Linked DNA regions of Mus musculus: region 2 is linked to region 1. A link is a contact called in public Hi-C data. All regions are on one chromosome and are shown on one strand. Each heading gives the region's core, a stretch centred on a gene start, on an enhancer-like site or on the middle of the called end of the contact. The rest is flanking DNA. Distances are from core to core; before and after follow the strand shown. Region 1 has its middle 240 kb from the start of Gm36865. Region 2 has its middle 70 kb from the start of Gm6567.

What was found. Hi-C and Micro-C count contacts between places; a contact is called where the count stands out from the background.
Region 2: a Hi-C map of muscle stem cells shows a contact between it and region 1, with 2.2 times the contacts expected there. The contact joins two enhancer-like sites. A contact is called at or near these places in 6 of 484 Hi-C or Micro-C datasets (cerebral cortex, cortical neurons, epidermal suprabasal cells and 1 more) and 3 of 115 datasets of contacts at active chromatin or transcription factors (embryonic fibroblasts, fibro-adipogenic progenitors and heart atrium).

Annotation. Positions count from the first base shown.
Region 1 is chr7:72,588,075-72,590,957 of GRCm38.p6, forward strand. No RefSeq gene overlaps it. Among named protein-coding and RNA genes, the nearest start is that of Gm36865, 240 kb to the right of the region's middle. Within about 2 kb of position 1,532, at least 49 of the 459 cell types and tissues checked have an H3K27ac peak or open chromatin away from gene starts, as enhancers often do. A contact at or near this core is called in muscle stem cells, where this site is marked.
Region 2 is chr7:73,030,704-73,034,047 of GRCm38.p6, forward strand. No RefSeq gene overlaps it. Among named protein-coding and RNA genes, the nearest start is that of Gm6567, 70 kb to the right of the region's middle. Within about 2 kb of position 1,873, at least 39 of the 459 cell types and tissues checked have an H3K27ac peak or open chromatin away from gene starts, as enhancers often do. A contact at or near this core is called in muscle stem cells, where this site is marked.

The DNA of each region.
Region 1 (2,883 bases), core at 282-2,781:
ACTGAGTTTGCATTCTGCCCCAACAAAGCAGCCTGTAGTGTGTTCATGTTTACCCAACACCATGGTTTCCCCAGTCACACTTCTCAGCTCTACTACAACACGTAAAGATTTCCAACAGGCAACTCCAAGTCTTAAGGTAGAGCCTGGCTGAGTAAGACTCTGGATTGCTTTCTCTAAGATATCTTTGTTATTACAGAGACAGAGCCTTCTTCAACCTACCCATTGGTCATCCTTGGCATCTCATTTTGTATCTTATGATGGAGAACTGCCATCTGGAGAGCTTTCTTTCAAGGTCTTTCTCAGACACACCACCAAAATGATTATATTTTCCATCCTGTTTTCCAGGAATCAGCAACAAGAAAAGAAAAGAAAAAAAAGTTTAAGCCCTGCTCATTCTACCCTCTAAAACAAACACTTTTTGATTATAAAGGAAGAACTAATATATCATATATATGTTATTATACATTACCATTACAATATGTTATATCATATTATATAACAAATAATAATATGTATTATTGTATATTATATTATAAACATTTCATATACATGCATATATACACATATAATCATACATGATAATTATAATTAAAGGATAATTATAATAATTATAATATAATATATAACAAAATAAAATAATATATAATAAACAATACAACATTATGTAAATTATATCTAATATATAATATATATTATTCATCATATTTTTTTTCTCTGTAGAGGAGAGAGACTGAGTAACTGAGTCTATACCTCAGATTCATGCCTCTAACTACTTCTATGCCACTAAAATACAGGGAAAGAGCATAAAAGGAAGGAGATGAAGAAGCTGGGAGAACATGAAGGCACTTTTGGATTGTGAAGCAGGATGGTCATTCAGACCTAGGTTTAACTGTTGCTTCTTTTAAAAGTGGTGCATGGGAGCAAACGTTCCCTGTTTGTCTAAATGGTCTTATGAGATTATCTGCAGGGGGCACAGACTTAGAATCCATGTAGAGACACATCCTTCTTTTCGTTTCTCAATGCCCTGTTTTGTTCCATTCCGTGGGATGGTTTCTTGAGGATCACTCATTTATGATGCTCAAGAGGACAGGGCTAATGCTGATGGCTATCATGCATTGAAACACACTCAGAAATGGCCTCCAGGACAGCTTTGATGGAGTATAACTACACAATGCTCAGGCTCCCTGCAGGCTATTTGTAAATGCAGCACAAAGCTCCAGGAGACATGGTCCTCAGAGGAGGAGGACGATTGGAACAGTACCAGGCCAGCTGCCTCTTCCCACCTCTGACTCACATACTTCCTCTCCAGGCTGGAATCTGATGTTGCCAAGACAGCTGAAAAACTCAGTAAATTTTTATTTAAATAGAAGCTAATCAAGGAGTTGAGCTTGGATATGGATTCTGATTTCTCTGCTGCTATGACTCCATGATTGCCCAACATCACCAGCCACTGCATTCTCAGCACCAAAGCCCACTCCCAGGCCCTACGCTGGCCAAGTCCAGCAGTTTTGGCTGGGCATGTCTGAGGCCAGACTTAGCAGTTCATCATGCCCAAATATGGCAAGGGTCCTAGACGGCAGAAGCATCACAGCTGGACTTGAGGTGAGTCAAGTCAAAATGCATTTCTCTTCACATGGGAAGCCATTTTATATCGTGTAGATGGTTTGGGCTGAATGTAGAGGTACTGCAGGCATGGAATAAAAATCCAAAGTAACATTTATGAAAAACATCTTATAAACTATCTCCTGAAATGACTACTGTAAAAGTTACTTTAATCCAATGAAGAAATGTAGTTTATTATTTATACATGTCATATTAAGAGCTCATTTCATTATTTTATGTATGTCCACTTTAATGCAGATTTTTAAAATTATAATTGTGTAATATCTTTTAACACTTTTTTAATCTTTTAATTTCCCCTGAGTTTATTTACCTGTATAATAATTAATATAATAATAATTATGTAATTATAGTAATAATAATAAAATGCTCACTATATAATCACAATGTGGTATACATAGTTCTCTAAGTGGACTGTATATATACAATAACAACAGTCATACCCTTTGTTAAATAGGTAGATGCCCTGTTAAGGGTTCTTAGCACATGCAGATCCAAAGCACACGAAATACAAAGGGCACAAGAAAACCTTGAGAAGTGTCTTCTATGTTCAATAATACATCCAAACTCAGAGTACATTCAATATGTGTTGTTCCTTGTACATCCATTGTGTATAAATAAAGCCATTAACACTCAGCTGCCCTGGAGCCTCTTCTACCCTCAGAACTCAGTAATTAACTTTCTCTCTGTTTGGTTTGATCCAAACTAGAAATCTCACAGGACATAAGCCCTAAATGTCAGGATCTATTTTTGAGAAGATTTGGGTGGTGAGCATTCTTTCAGGGATGCAGATGAATATGTATCAGTCATACTTCCTGGTCCTCAGATAAAGGACCCTCTCCTCCCCTGCAGTGTGACAGTGGTGACTCATCCCAAGATAGCACCACCATCCCCTTTTCATCCCAGCCTCTTGCCTGTGCCTCTTTCATATCTGATGTATCCGTTTAGGGAACTGTGCCCTTTGCCTGAGGCACTTCACACTCAGAAGTGTAATCTGTCACTAGGAATTATCTTTTTTTTTTCCAAGAAGAGGACATCTTGACAGGAAAGAAAGCAAAAGTCTTCTCATTAGAAAGAAAATATTGATTATGGTTGCCAACTTTTTTCATTCACGGGACCTTTAGCTCAGCTGAGACATCCAGTCCCTTGGATGCCTGGTTTCTAAAACTATAAATTTAACATCTCAGTTTCTGTCACACTTCGCCTGTTACTCTGAGTAGAAAGTAAGTGGGCAGATGACTCATTTGACTCATTGAGCTTGCT
Region 2 (3,344 bases), core at 623-3,122, 440 kb after region 1:
AAACAGACTCACTGGGTGTTTGGGTTTTTTTTTTTAAGGGACATGGAATATGTGACTGATGTTTTGCGGTGGGGAGGGGAGGGGGGTAAAGGAGAGGAATTGAAAGGGTTTGATCAAAACACTACATTCTTGTATGAAATTTTCAGTAAAGTGTAAAATATTAAAAAGGACCTTTCTATTTATTTTATCTTTTAATATTATAATTACATCATTTCCCACTCCCCTTTTCCCCCTCCAAGCCCTCCCATATACCCCTCCTTGATCTATTTCACATTAATTCCCCTTTTTTTCATTAATTGTTGATAAACACACACACACACACTTTCTTAAATACACAAACACAACCTGCTCCATCTGTGCACTACCTCTATGTGTGTTTCCAGTGCTAACTCTTTGGTACTGGATAACCAATTTGTGTACTCTTCCATGGGGAAGGCTATTTCTCCTGCTTTTACCATCCTTTAGTTGCCTCTAGTTCTTTGTATAGGATTGAGGCCTCATGGACTTTAGTACAAGCATCCAATAGAGTCTATCAGAGCTCTACAGTCAATCTGAACACGGTAGGAAAAAAAAAACAATAAATACCAATATACCAGTAACACTTATAGATGGTCAAACGAAAGAGGCAAGTATCTCAAGTTGTTAAGGCTCAACCCGGACTATTATTAAATAGCCGCTAGTCGATTGCCAAGTGCCACATCAAGAACTGTAAATTCCAAAATAAGTCATGGTTAGATTAATTATTAGCATTATAAGAGATTGGAAGGGGGTCATAGAGATGAAACAGCTCTTGAGCAGAGCACTAGGTTAGAAGTTTGTCATCCATGTCCAAGAAGGAACACACAGCACGTCCTTCACTAGAAAAGAAATATATGAGAAGGGGAGGCAGACTGTGGACCTGGCAGGTGGACTGAAGCAGAGATATGCCTGAGCACGCTTGGAAATCCTGTGGGTAGCCATGTGCATCATCAGAGACATTAAAGATGGACCTAGGGAGTCCGTAGGAGCGTTCTGAAGGAAAGCAAAGAGATTTCACTGAAAGTAGAGATTAAAAAACAAAGTCGAGCTCAGATGCCTGGTTATCATAATGAGAGAGAGAGAGAGAGAGAGAGAGAGAGAGAGAGAGAGAGAGAGAGAGAGGGAGAGAGAGGGAGAGAGAGAGAGAGAGGAGCTTAGAGTAGCAGAGACAAATAAGGGTTCTGACAGAAAAAAGATCGTAGAGAAAAGGAGTACCCAGCAAAGGAAACTGAGAGCAAGCCGAAAGAGAGAGGTGTCCTCAGATGGAGACACACCTATGTCAATTTCAATAAATGACTCATGGGTTGCATTGATGAAAAACATTCTCCCTCAGGAGGAGTGGTGCTCTCCCAAGCTCTACTCTGAATAGTTTGTACATTTTGCAAAAGAAATGTTTACTCATGGCTCACTGTAGCCCTTGCCAGTTTGCGGGGGCCACCCAGCTGCATCTTGTGTGGGTTCGCTCTGGGGTCGCGCAAGAAGAGCCTCGCATTGTCTGGATTCTCTCACTCAGGGACAAAATGAGCCACTCATTTTGTGACAGAAGCCCTCTATATCGTTTTTGCTGAACTAAAGCAGGCCAGCAAGACTCACAGGTCATGGGCTTTGAGTCTTCTTCCCTCTGGTTTGTGGAGATCAAAAACAACTGCAAGATTTTGGAAGAGAAGACATAGAACGCGCGCGCACACGCGCGCGCGCACACACGCACCTCCCCGCACCCTACCCACTGCAGAACTGAGGCGGAACAGCCTCCAAACAGCATCAAGGCTCCTGAAATGTCAGAGACAGCAGAGAGAGAGCCTGCTTGCCACCCCCACACACGCTGTGATGGAGTATCGATTTCAGACACTGTTGCAGAGGAAAACTGAAAGTGCCTGCTCCAGCAGCTTGTCAGGCACTCGCCAGCCTGTCCCAAAGGACATCACACCAGCAGCTTCCTCGGGCCTGGTGCCTTTAAAAGCAGAGTCAGGCCTTCGGAGACTTGTTTCTTCACTCCTTGAGATTTGATCAATGACCCAGCCAGACAACATTTTCATTATTGTGACAAGCATACTTAGAGTACTCCAACCAGGAGAAAATGGAAAGCCAAGCTGTAGCTAGTGTGCGCAGAACTTAGGCAGAATAAAAAAAAGCAACGTGCTCCGATGATTGGCACTGCTAGCATTCGGGGAATCTGTTATCCTTTTGAGAAAGGCTGTATTTATTCAACAGACATGTACTGCACGTTATAGTGAGCCTTGGGGCGGAGAAGAGAAAAAGACAAACGTCTGCCTCAAAGACTTCCTGTCTAGAAAGGATAGCCACTGTTGACGGCAATGTGAGCAGCCAGAAATCAAAGAGGGCGAGGCAATAGGAAATAAGGTGCAGGGTTTGAGCGCATCGATGCTGGGATGAGCAAGGATGTTCATTCTGCTCCCAGGCGCATTAGGAGAGGCAGACAATATTAGGGTCTGAGGACAGGCTCCTGCCCTGCCCCCCACCCCCCCCACCCCCGTGATCACTTAATAGTGAAATAGCAGTGTAAAGAGGCTTCAGTCACAAACTGCTTCATTAGTGGGTCAACTGTCTTGCAGAATAGTCTACCCCACTTGAGGTTCTATTACTCTCCTCTATCTTGAGTATAAGGTACAAGTTTACAAGCCATCTTTGTCAAGGAAATGGCAGGAGGCTTGCTCTCTACGGGAGTAAAAGAATCAAATAACCTACAAATAGGGAGCGTGGGCCCTGGGCTGAAAGACAGCTTGATATTGAAAGTGACCTTGAGGTTTCTCTGCTCAACCTCAGAGAACCACAGGAAGAGAAAATAAAACCAGTGGTGATGGTTCAGTATAATCAGGTGTTTTAAATGTTCTAAAATGCTATCTATTTTTAATGATCTTTGATGCCAGAAACCCAAGGAAGATAGGTCAAGCTTAAAAATAGCCAGTAAGTCGTTGTGTGGTCCCATGTTTGACAACGATTTCAGGCTTCCCTGAACCATAACTTTATAATATAGAGGTATGGAAGAGCATCCCTAGTTCTTAAGATTAGAAGGGACAAAGAAAAGGAATGTGTGGGGCAAGGTATGTCAGCGAAGATGCCTACCATAGCTAAGTGAGTTCAAGATCCACCCACACCTTTGGCAGAGACAATGAGAGCCTTTGTTCAAGCATGTCTATGATTCAAACAAAACTTTACTGAGTCTCTAGTATATGTGAGGTATTGAACCAGGCAGGCAGCCATCTGGGAGAGCATCCTTGGATCGACTACAAATATCTACTGATTTTGAACTGTTCATAAGCCATCTCACATTTTTCCAAAAATAAAGCAACGTGTGATAGTCATCC